Linked DNA regions of Mus musculus: region 2 is linked to region 1. A link is a contact called in public HiChIP or PLAC-seq data. All regions are on one chromosome and are shown on one strand. Each heading gives the region's core, a stretch centred on a gene start, on an enhancer-like site or on the middle of the called end of the contact. The rest is flanking DNA. Distances are from core to core; before and after follow the strand shown. Region 1 has its middle 30 kb from the start of P2ry2. Region 2 holds the start of Stard10 (START domain containing 10).

Evidence for each region. HiChIP or PLAC-seq counts read pairs in DNA pulled down with a chosen protein or histone mark.
Region 2: a contact with region 1 is called in a FOXA1 HiChIP or PLAC-seq map of pancreatic cancer cells. The contact joins the promoter of Stard10 here to the enhancer-like site in region 1. A contact is called at or near these places in 15 of 39 promoter capture datasets (the 3T3-L1 cell line, 3T3-L1-derived adipocytes, the C10 cell line and 9 more), 1 of 15 datasets of contacts at CTCF or cohesin (the NIH/3T3 cell line), 15 of 115 datasets of contacts at active chromatin or transcription factors (Th17 cells, bone marrow-derived macrophages, craniofacial prominence and 10 more) and 2 of 9 other capture datasets (embryonic stem cells and macrophages).

The regions. Positions count from the first base shown.
Region 1 is chr7:101,038,695-101,044,726 of GRCm38.p6, forward strand. No RefSeq gene overlaps it. Among named protein-coding and RNA genes, the nearest start is that of P2ry2, 30 kb to the left of the region's middle. Within about 2 kb of position 3,412, at least 86 of the 459 cell types and tissues checked have an H3K27ac peak or open chromatin away from gene starts, as enhancers often do. A contact at or near this core is called in neutrophils and pancreatic cancer cells, where this site is marked.
Region 2 is chr7:101,318,652-101,324,683 of GRCm38.p6, forward strand. It overlaps Stard10 (START domain containing 10), which reads left to right and starts at 2,462. Exons shown (of 7, transcript NM_019990.5): 1 at 2,462-2,701; 2 at 3,063-3,382. The coding sequence starts at 3,176.

The sequences.
Region 1 (6,032 bases), core at 2,162-4,661:
TGGCTACATTTTGTTAAAATTGTAAAAAGCATGCTTCTCTATGCTTGACCCCTGTCACCACCAGAAGCAAAAACAAAACAAACCAATGTCTCAAAATTCTTAAACAGAGGCTGGAGAAATGGTTGGGTGACACTGGCTACTCTTTCGGGGGACCTGAATCAATTTCCAGCGTCCATATGGTGGCTCACACATACGTCCAATCCAGGAGATAGGAGACCCTCTCTGTGCAGGCAGCACTCATACACTTAACAAAACACAATTTAAAAATTCTTCAACAACTGAGTGTGGTGATGCACACCTTTGATCCCAGCACTCAAGAGGCAGAGGCAGGTAGGTTTTTATGAGTTCAAGGCCAGCCTGGTCTACACAGTGGTCTACAGCCAGGGATATACAGTGAAACTGTGTTGCAAGCAGACAGGCAGACAGACAATCCTTACACTGAAGTGAACTTAAGGGGTTCCAACAAAGTGGAGAGCAAGACCTCCTGAACAGGTGGGAACATCAGATACCACTCTTCAGGTGCTAACAGTCTCCCTGAGAGGCCATGTTCCTTTCAAGTCTGCAGACTGCCTCTTTAATAGACTCATGACTGGGGATATCCTTGTGGATGCTTTATAGTGCAGTGCGGGAGAGTCTGTGTCAGGATACTGTATCATATTTCTCTGCAGAGGCTGTTTTCCTGGTCACAAATCTTGCCCAGGAGATGTCCACCAGGAAGCTCAGATGAGCCACCTCACTCCTTGCTCAAAAGGGTGTGGCCTCGGCACAGATAGTTAGAATCTTAGTCAACAACAGAATGATATATCTTAATCTGGCATGATCCCTGGGTACCTTCCCACCCACTGACCCTGGGGTCATTTCCTTCTCTATTATGCAATCATTCTGTCACTCATAAGTAGGGGCCACACGATGCTCTGGGCAGCACTTTCCTCAGACACACTGGAGGCCAAGTCTGAATGGTGGTGGAGGAAGATGGTTTGTAAGACAACTCCAATTTTTACACCAATTCTAGCAGTGATTAATTTTCCCTCGGTCCCTACAGCCCTTGATTTCCACCACTGTCAAATAAGGGTAATAATGATGCTTCTTTTAGATGAGCATTGGAGGATTGGGTGAGATGATTTGTGTAACATGCTTAGAACATACCTAGTGCCAAGAAATCATCCAAACATGGTATCTGACTCACATGGCCAGCTCCCTTCATCGCTCAGCTTTGGGTTCAGTTAGAATGAGGAGACTGGCCCTGTAAGCATAGACTGGCGTCTCGTCCTCACTGTGTCCAACTTGCAGACAAATCCCATGGATTTTCCATGGCCTGAACCCTGCTTGGTGGTCCTCATAGCTTATCGTGCTGCATGCTGGCTCTCTGTTCTCCTGGCGTGTGAATTTTCTGTAATGTCTCTGACGGTAGCCAAGTGGACACAAGAGAGAATTCAACTGTTCTCAGGGATACAGTTCAGCCCCAGGCACTCTATGAGCTGTCAGGGGAGCGGGGAACCTGGAAGATCTGAATCCCACTCATCCTGGCCTCCCCACCCTAAACCTCCTTTCCTTCTCTCCTAGGTGAGTCAAAGACCAGGACTCTGTTAAATTCTGCCTCCTGTATCTGCTGGATTCAGAAAAAGACAGTAACACTCTGTAGACATCATGCAGAGCCACTCTCCCGGGCAGGGGAGATGGCCTGGTGGATAAGCGCACCTGCTGGCAAGCCTGACAACCTGGGATTAATCTGGGAATCCACAGGGTAGACAAAGTTGTTCTCTGACCTCCACGTGTGCTGTGACACATGTGTGCCCCCCCCATACACAATAAATGAATGATTATAAAATACATAGGTCTTATCACACCGCCATCCGAACCCTGCTCACTTCACAGTGACTCTAATTTGTAGTTTATGAAGCAAATGTGATTTTTGGAATATAGTTTGATGTTGAAATAAGGGATTTCCACACATAAGCTTAACTGAATCATCTCAAGTTCATGGTCTTAATACAAAGCTCTGCCCAACCCTGATCCAGCCATGCAAATGCACCTCTTTGCTTCTGCTGAGATTTACATCTGCTTTTGTTACTGTGTATTTTGCTGCTGTGAACTTTGCAAGGATGAGTTCCAAAGGGCTATCTCGGGATGAGTAAGAGAACAAACCTGCTAACCTGAAATGGCCATCAGACAAGCCAAAGGTCTCAACTTTGCCCATGACCTAAGAGCTGGCACTAACACTGGGCCATGACCAGGACCACAGTCAAGTTCTATGAGGACTTTACATAGGCTCCAGGCTCCTGTCACCAGAGAGCCACATCAGAGATGTAGAAGACAGAAATGAGAGAGAGGACTGACTGGATCCTGAGAACTAGAGGAGAAAAGGAACAAGCCAAAGCTGGTAGGAGACTGTCAGGGTCTCACGCATATCTATATTCAACAGAGCATTATATCTGGCAGGGTCATGTTAGGTGAATCACTGCAGAATTGCTTTGCTTTCATTCCAGTGAGAACATGCCCTTCACGAGGCACATACCTCAAGAGGCCAGGGAAGACCAATAGTCCCAAGTTACAGGTGATATGCCCTGGGTTCCCGGAGTCAGTCTGGTATGCTAGACACTCAGCCCCTTAGTTGAAGAGCTACAGAGGAGCACAGAGGGGCTCACCCAGGGACAATCAAGCTGGAGACTGGGTGGTCTCAGGGAGGCTATGGCCAGGCATTCTGTTGTGACTGTGTATACCAGCAGTATATTGGCCTGTAGTACTGTACTTGGCACACAGTAGGCACCTAGCACACAGTGCTCACAGAACCCACAGATGACAGGATGGATGAAAGATGCTGCCCTTGAGGCTTTCGTGCACACCCAGGAAGGATCCTGCTCTGTGGTAGCTGCACATCTTGACTTGATGAAGCAAAGCCTTTCAAGGCCAGGTAGAGGCGATGTGTGGAGGCCAGCATGAGCCTGGGCTGCTGAGGGATGCTGGGTGCATGCAGGGGACAGCTGTTCCTTGAGTGCTGGGAGCTGCATGATTCAAGGTAGGGCGTTGGACTTCAGGAAGGGTGGGGAGACAAGGGAAAGTGCCAATGAACCCCAGGAGGGGTTGGCCACATCTCCAGTTTCCTGCTTCTTCCTTCCTTCCATGGTTTACAGCTGCTGGGCAAAGGCCATATCAGAAGCTATCAGGCAAGTGACAGCTTTGTTTATGTCTGCAACATAAACTGCAAAGATTGAAGGAGCTAAAGCTGAAGTGAATTTCTAACTGCCTCAAACGAGAAACACCCCAGCAATTTCTCAAAGAAAAAGTGGTTTCCACATACCCCAGCCCTCAGCTTCTTCTTTAGCCTAGAGATGGTATCTGCTGGGGACCTGGCTCACTCTGTGTGGGCTCTGTGAACTGGAAGTAGACTTGGGCCTTACTGTCTCTGTACCATCCCAGCCCACACAGTGACGGGGCCTGGGTAAACAAAACCTCTAGCCACAGGAACCCTGCTATAGGGTAGGAAGTAACTCTCCTTATCTCATAGTAACTGGTGAGTGTGATTAGTACTGAAGTTGCCCTGCAGAGCAGGCTGACGGGAAAGAGAATAATGTAGCCTGACTGGTCCTCCCTGTGCCTCCGGAGCCTGGCTGTATCGTTTCCCATCCAAGTCTTCTCTATCAATTTATCTCCAGTGACAGGTTCTCAGCTCAGGGCTAAAAGGAACAATGCAAGAGGGAGACCCAGCCCATGCCCTGAGGAAATACAGATCTCTAATGCCAGCCTCAGAAGTAGAGACTTGCTGTCATGCCAAGCCACCCAGGTCACAGGGCTACCAGATATGCCAGTACTGTCTAATTCAGGTTTGCATGGTGACCTCTCAGTCCCCACCCTGTACTCCTCCATGCCAGTCACTGCCCCATCTTTCCCAGAGTACTCTGGGTCTTCTCTTGCTCTGACATTTCCATCTGGAAGGTCCTTTTTCCACCCAGTGCCAAGCCCTCTCTGGGAAGACTGCCTGCAGGCTCTCCCTGCTCTGGTTGCTCTAAGCGCTCTCATTTATTCCACCCATGGCCAATGAAGTGTGCTCTGTGGAGGGACCCAAGGCACGAAGCCTCCAGTCACATTGACCAGCCGGTCCCTGTGAAAGGGCAATGAAGGATCCACACTCCATAATGGCCGGGGCTGTATCTGTCCTGACCATGGCTGCTGACCGAGCCTGCTACAGGGAAGGTACTCAGGTGACTGAGAGGCTCTGGAGAAGGAATGTGACTGACAATACCCTGTGGACTGTGGTAAAGGTTGAGCCTTTGAGGAGGCTGTGGGAGTTTGCACAAGGATGCACGCAATCCAGGGATAGAGCCAAATGAGCATATGCAGGTGAGACCAATAGAGCTCTGCAGGAGGCGTGAGCTTGACGGGTGTAGCGGCAAGCTGGACCGGGACAAAGGAGTTCAGGGGAAACCTGAGGACCTCTCTGCCTGTCATACAGCTGTAGGTCACTCAAGCCCTCCTTCCTTTATTCCCTACCTTCCAACAACACTTAAAAGAAGCTGTGGATAGGGACTAGATGGCAGCAAGGTAGGAGGCAGTAACTGGCTGAGCCAGATGTGTTGGAATGAATGCCTCTTCTCTAGAGGCTGTGACAGGAGTGTTTTGCATTGATGGACAACCTGGAATACATAGCTAGACTCTTGTCTAAAACTTAACACACACACTCACATATACACACACTCATATACACACACTCACATACACTCATATATACACATTCACACATACACACATATAACACACATACACACTCACACACACACACTCACATACATATGCACACATGTGCATACACTCACATACACATTCACACACACTCACACATATACACATACATACATACATACACAGTCACATGCACACACTCAAATACACACTCACACATACATACACTTACATGCACACACACTCACATACATAGACATTCACATGCACACACACACATACACACATACACTCACATACACACACATTCACATACACACTTACACATACACACACTCACATGCACACACTCACACACAAACACACTTACACATACACACACTCACATGCACACACACTCATATACACACACACTCACATTTACTCACATACACACACTCACATACACATACATACACACACACTCTGTTTGTCTAGGAATCTAGGATCCTTGTCCTCTGTTGAGGTCCCAGCTTTAACTTCATTCCTAGCTAGAGCTGCCAGACACAGGAATGCAAGCATCCAATGAAGTCTGAGCTGCAGATAAACACTGACTAATTCTTTAGCGTAAGTAAGCTCTGAGCAAGCTTTTAACAAAAGGGATGCATTACTTCTCGAATTCCAGCTTAAGGGAACTTGCTGTATTTTCATTGGTTAAACCTTGCACCCTTCCTACACTCCCTCACTTCAGAATCTGTCACTCCCTCCTGCCCGGAGCCTCCTCCAAGGGACCCTTCTGAGGTCCTGGAGTTCCTGCAACATACAAGACTTTAGTGCTGCACGGAACACTGGGGATTGATCCCTTGCTTCATCCCGTATGTGTGGAGGAGGTTGAGGCCTAGAGGGGACAGGCATTGGCAAGGCCTTGAACAACCTTCAACAAGTTAGCCATAACGTGGGCCTTGCAGAGACCATAACTAGGGGGCGCCCCCAGCTTGGGAATGGCCCTCGCTGGCCCAGCCATCACATGCAAGGCTCCCACTCCCACCCAAGGCTGTTTCCTGGATATCCTCATACTTCCAGGTGAGTCACCCTCACCTACCAGGCTAGAGGTGGCATGCAGAGCACAAGAGGAAGGCCCTGAGGCTTTACTGAGTTGTGGGAAGGTGCCAAGAGAGGGTGGCACAGGGAGACAACCCAGCAGCCTTGGCGGGTGGGGCTACTCCTCAAGATGCCTGTAATCAACCAGAATCCACGCCTGGCCAGCAGGGCTCTCTCTTCAAAAGGCTGCTCACTGGACTTGCCCAGTCTGCCTTGCTCTGTGCTTCTTCACTTCACTTGACATTACACTAAGTATGGCTTTGTGTCCTGTCAGT
Region 2 (6,032 bases), core at 1,212-3,711, 280 kb after region 1:
TTGCTTAGGGATGTGGTGCCACAGGATTTGGGACTGCTTTCATGTTCAGGAGGCTGTCAGGAGCCTCAGAGCCAGGGACATCTAAATTCATGGGATGGGGATCCAACATGGGCAAATTAATGTGCAGGATGAAGTGACATCCTTCTACTTGTCCTCCGGCAGGTCACCTGCTATTTTGGACCCTCAAGACCCAAAATATTTGCTCTTAAGCTTGGCTCCTGTCATCTGTTCCTCACTAGCTGGCTGTTTTCCCCTCAGACTGGCACCTCAGGGCCGGGGAGGTCCTGTCAGTTTGTCTTCACAGCCACTTTCTGCTCTCACCCCAGCCTTATCTCCCCACCACTCAGGACTGGAGGTGGGCATGAGAGGCTTAGCATTCTGATGCTGCCTGCAACCTGCCAAGATTGGGGCTATCAGGGCTCAAAAAGCCATCAGGCTACGGTTGCTAGCTATCTCTACCTCATGGCCAGTCCCTGAAGATCCATCTCACAGAGCAATCTTTGGCTTTGCTGAGGTCCCCTCGGGCCTCCTGCCAGCCTGGGAGTATTGGTATCACAAACACCCCGAGGCTTGGGGAAGGTGGACTTGGGCAGAGGAGGTTCAAAGAGTTCGTGTCTGGGGCCTCCCAAGCCCAAATCCAGCCCCCAATGCCACCTACTCATTCCCAGACACTTCTAAAGAGTGTGGGTTCAGAGGGTGTGCGTGCAATTAGCTGACACTTCCTACCACACTGATGGAAGGCCTGGGTATCTGAGGTCATTGCACAGGACTGATGGGGACCTGCAGTTTTGTTTTGTTTTAGAAGACTTACTTTGTAGAACACCTTTCAGGGCCACTTTGTAGAACACCCATCATGGCTACCTGTTTGCCCCTGACTTATTTTTTATTTTTTTATTTACCAATGATTAAACCTAGGGCTCTACCACAAAGTTACAGCCTCCCTAACTATCCTGGAACTCACTCTGTAGACCAGGCTGGCCTCAAACTCAGAAATCCACCTGCCTCTGCCTCCCATGTGCTGGGATTAAAGGTGTGTGCCACCACTGCCCGGCAGCCTTTAAAAACATTTTGGGGTGGGGGGGCAAAGTCTTACTTTGTTGCCTGTGCTGGTTTTGAACGGAATATGCAGCCCAGGGAAAGCCTTAAACTTTGGGTCTTCCTCCCCAGTCTCCTGAGTAGCTGGGATTATAGGTCTGTGCTACCACATCCAGTTTCCTGCTTATTTTAAAAGTGGGCATGATTTACAAAGATCTCAGAGCCCTGAGCACTTCAGGGAAAAAAAAAAAAAAGCACATCTATTTGTGAACCTACAGTGCTGAGTCTGCGGTTTTCTTTTAACACCTGTAAGAAAAGAAATCTACATGGTGGAGATAAGAGGTGACTTCTGAGGGACCAGGGGGAGAATGCAGAGGGCACAGAAGGAGCCTGGGTGGCAGAGGCTTGGTACTCTGGCACTGGTGGGAATAGCCATTAGCAGACTCTGGTACTACTAGGTCAGTGGTAGTCACTTATTGCTCCTAATATCCAGAGGAGCACACCAAAGGCTTTCCCTGCTCGTCTCTGGCCCAGACAGTGACAAGACTGCCATGCTCATACTGGCCTGGCCCTAGCTTTCACTGGGTAGATGGGACAGGGCTCCCAGAATGGAAGAGTAGGCAGAAGAGTTAGTGGACAGAATTTACATCAGGCTACAGAGTAGAGCTCTGGTCCACTCTATTCTACAGAGGGGTGGAGGGGGCCTGTGCTCCAGTGTTCTGCAGCCCTGTGCTTTTGAGAACTGGTCTTCGCCTAGGGGAGGTGTGGGTAAATGGCTGAGAGCTAAAGAGGGGTGGGTTTGGAAGCTGCCAAATAGGGATGTAAGAGGTTGCTGGCTCAGGACCTCTCTCTGGCCAGAGTGAGGCTGAAGTGGAAATTTTGCCAAATTCTGGCCAGCCTTTGAACCTTGAGCCTTTAAAGTCGGATCAACTTCCGGCTGGGTTTGCACACCCTACTGGAAAATTGAGTTGGGTGTGTGGAGGAGGCTTGTTATGCTCTTGGTTCTTGGGGCTTGCAGGCTGTCGCCATTTCTAATTTAGTTACTGAGGGGCTGTCATCCCTATTCCTGCTAGTTAGTCTTTCAATTGTCATGAGGGTGTGTGCCCACCCTTGAATCTCTGAAGTGTTGTGTGTGTGAATAAGCTGTTGCAGAAGCGTGTACCTGCAAGGGTGGGAGCGAAGAGTAGAGAAGAGGCTCTCAGTTAACTTCCAGAATCTCTCTTGGCACCTCAACCTTACTCTGAGAGCCCAGGCTACTTTGTTACTTCGCTATGTGGTTCCTGCTCACAGGTCCCCGGTCCTCTGATAGTCTACATCTCTCCCCGGACTTTGCCCCTTCCCCGGGGCTTACGGGGGCGGGCGCTAGGACCCGGCGGGGCGGGGCGGGGCGGGGCTCGGTGCTCCCGCAGTTCTTACCTCCGCAGCCTGGAAAATACCGAGCGAGGCGAGCGGAGCCCGGGAGCCCCGAGCCTAGCGGGAGGGAGGAGGGCGGAGGGGGCGCGCGGGGCGGGGGGCGCGGAGCGGGGCGGGGCCGGCGGCGGGACCCACTGCTCCTCCCCCCAGGGTCCCCGCGCGGCCCCCGGTCGCCCGGGCAGCGGAGGCAGCGGCGGCGGCGGAAGAGCTCGCACACCGGCCCCGGCGGGCCCCGGCAGAGAAGCCCGCACAGGTGAGACTCCGCCACCACACCCGCCCCCACCACGGCCCCGCGCGGCTTGCTGCTGAGTTAGTTGTGCGAGTCCGGCCAGCACCGCGCGAGGACTCCGTGCCAGACCCGCACTTGCGATCCCCCAGAGTCCCGCCCGGCTCTCGCGGGCTCCTGCACCCGCTACGCAGCAATCCTACTGCCGCTCCAGGGAAGTATGAGGTCGCTCCTTGTGGGAGGGTGGCCCAAGTGACTGTCCTGTGCCGGTGCACAACCGCCTGGGGCCAGTACCTGCCCTTTTCAAGCTGTCCGCTGGTCCGGGACCCCGGCTAGCCCCACCCGCGCCCCCAGCGCACTGACTCTGGTCCCCAAACCGGTCTTGCAGGTCCCAGGAAGGTGGCGTCAGCATCTGCAGCCGCGTCGACGTTGTCTGAGCCTCCGCGGAGGACCCAGGAGAGTCGGACTAGGACCAGGGCCCCGGGCCTCCCCACGCTCCCTATGGAAAAGCCAGCTGCCTCAACAGAACCCCAAGGGTCTCGGCCCGCCTTGGGCCGTGAAAGTGTCCAGGTGCCCGATGACCAGGACTTCCGCAGTTTCCGGTCAGAGTGTGAGGCCGAGGTGGGCTGGAACCTGACCTACAGCAAGGCCGGCGTGTCTGTGTGGGTGCAGGCTGTGGAGATGGATCGAACTCTGCACAAGATCAAGGTAGGATTGCCCTGTGGTACCTGCAGCCTCCACTCCTCCCGAACTGTCTCTCACAGGAATCTCCTCGCCCATACTCAGACCAGGGACCCATAGAGGGGTGCATGTGAGCTCAGAGTCTCCTAATATAAACCAGAGGACACACATGGGCCATATGACCCGGGTTCTAACCTAGGCATGCCTGTGTGTTTGGGAGATGGGTGATGGCCAGGTACACTTAGGGGAATAGTGTCTCTCAAAGGTCTGTCTTTCAGAGTAGCTTCTGCTTGGACCCTTAGTTTGACCCACTAGGTAGGTGAACGGCCCACTTCCTCCTTCACCCGGGGTTCTCTAGCCCGCGATGGGTCTTCTGCTCTACTTTCTGCACTCTTGGGTGCAGAGGATGAGATTCCTTCCTTCTCAATTCCTCTAGTCCTCTCTGTCCCTGCCCAGTGGCTCTATCAGGCTCTGAGCCTGCAGCAGGCCTTTAGGACTGTGGCTGGCAGCTCCTGACTGCTGTCTTGCCCTGAGCCACCCTGGGGGTGCACTAGAGGAGGCAGGGTCTTAGTGTCAAGGGAAACCAGCTCAGAAGGCAGATACGTACTCATCAGCCCCTCACTGCCATCCCCCTCCTCCCTGCCCCATGATTCTCTTCTCTCTGTCATGGCAGGGTAGCTTGGGGTTTGATGGAGGCAGAGATTCTGGTCTAGGGGGTCTCAGTAGCTGTTTGTTACACGTGTGGTTTGGTTGTGAGTGCCACATTGCAGGGTGTGAACTTCCCCTTAGAGAGCTCTTGGAAGGCCATTCCCTTGCACCCTCCTGCTGCTCTGGATCTGTCACGGATGCATTCCTATTCTTAGGGTCCAGGGCACTGGACTGTCTTAACAGGGTCCCTTCTGTCTAGGACCTTTATACCAGAGCCTGAGGTGCTGGCCTTTTTCCTCTGGCCCTATGCTTCTTTTTGCCTTGCCCTAATCATTTATAGCTTTATCCACCTGCCCCCCCCCCCCACACACACACAACTGGCTTGCTCTTCCTGCTGTCCCTTTGCCCTCTGTGTCTGTCTCCGTCTGCCCTTGCTAACTGACTCTTTCTGCGTTTCCGTGGCTACCTCCTTGCTCTGAGTCTCTTCCCAGGCTTAAAGACCCTGGGCTGGAGCTTCTTCAAGGCCTAGTGTAGGTCTGAGCCTGAGGAGTAGGGCGGGCAGGGCAGCTGGCAGTGTCAGCATGTTGCTGATTGCATGTGGGCTCCTCCCCACAGTGTCCACCAGGGTAGTGGTGTTGGGGAAAGATGAACCTGGGAACCGAGTGAAAGGTGGTGGGCTGACTGAGATAGGCTGAAAGCCAGCAGTGTGCAGAAGCTGGGAAGTTTGGCTTCCCCCCCACAGGACTGGCTCGTGTGTGTGTGTGTGTGTGTGTGTGTGTGTGTGTGTATGGGGGAGTGTGTGTACTCCCACCCTTTGTCAATAGGGCGGAGCTGCCTCCTCCATCTGGCTTGGTTAATGAATAAACCCAGCCTTACCCAGGACTGGAGTTGGCAGGTCTAGAGACCAGGTTGCCTCAAACAGACCCCTGTGGCTAGATCAGGCTTGGGAAGGGAGAATATTTGAAGAAGCTATGGTGTTAATGGGCCTCTGGGCAAGACAGATGTTCTCTCCAACATACCAGTTCAGTGCTTTACATACTGAACAAAGGCTAAAGTATTAGACAGCCTTTTGTACAACCTGCTTTGTAACCCCCTCCTCCTACAACAGGATGCAGGCCAGGATACTAAGAACCAGAGAATGCCAGGGCTATGCATGTGGCTAAGGAGAGAGAGGGAGAGAGAGAGGGAGAGGGCACTTAGAGTTAACTTGGGTTAGTCTCCACGTCTAATCTTGTCTCTAACTTTTCTCCCATACTGCCTTAGCCCCATTTCCCGCAGTAGAGGAGGAGGTAAGCAGAACCTAGGCCCAGGGAGGAGGCTGGCACCTTAGTTATAGGTATCACCAGTGGCCAGACTCCATGCCTGGTCCTCTCAGCACAGCAGCTAGAACTCTGGGAGATGAGCTGAGGTCTCTGAGCTGCCTATCCCCAGATTCCAGGACTTCCAGTTGCCACACAGTTAGCCTGTTTCTGATAAGCGCCCTGCTCCCAGGCAAGCATTTTCTTTTGGTTATCTGATTTAGCCTCAGGCCAGTCCTGGGGAGTCTTTGGTTTGTCTCTGTAATGTTACTATGAAAGAAACAGACCAAAAGAAAGCTGAGCCTACAACCGAGGCAGGCGTGCAGCCCAGGTCAGTATGCTCCAGAGTTGCTGGCCCTCTCTGATGAATTTGCATCCTTGGGCAACACTGGCCTTTAACCCTATCAATAACTCTTTGAAGAATTAAAGGACGTTATGTTCTCATCCTCCTACTCTTGTTTGATGGATGACAAAGCTGAGGCCCAGAGGGGTGAGTGACTCTTGCCAAGGTCGTACATCAGGTAGAAACCAGAGTCCCAGGGATCATTGGGTCATTGCAGGAAGCTGGGACTTAACCTCAGTTGTTTGTTGAAATTCTGTTTCCCCTCTTCCCCTTTCTAGCCCCTCTCCCCTGCACCAGGGCATGCCCTGTGCGTGCTCTCTCTCTCTCTCTCTCTCTCTCTCTCTCTCTCTCTCTCTCTCTCTCTCTCTCTCAAAGGTCCCTGGAAGCC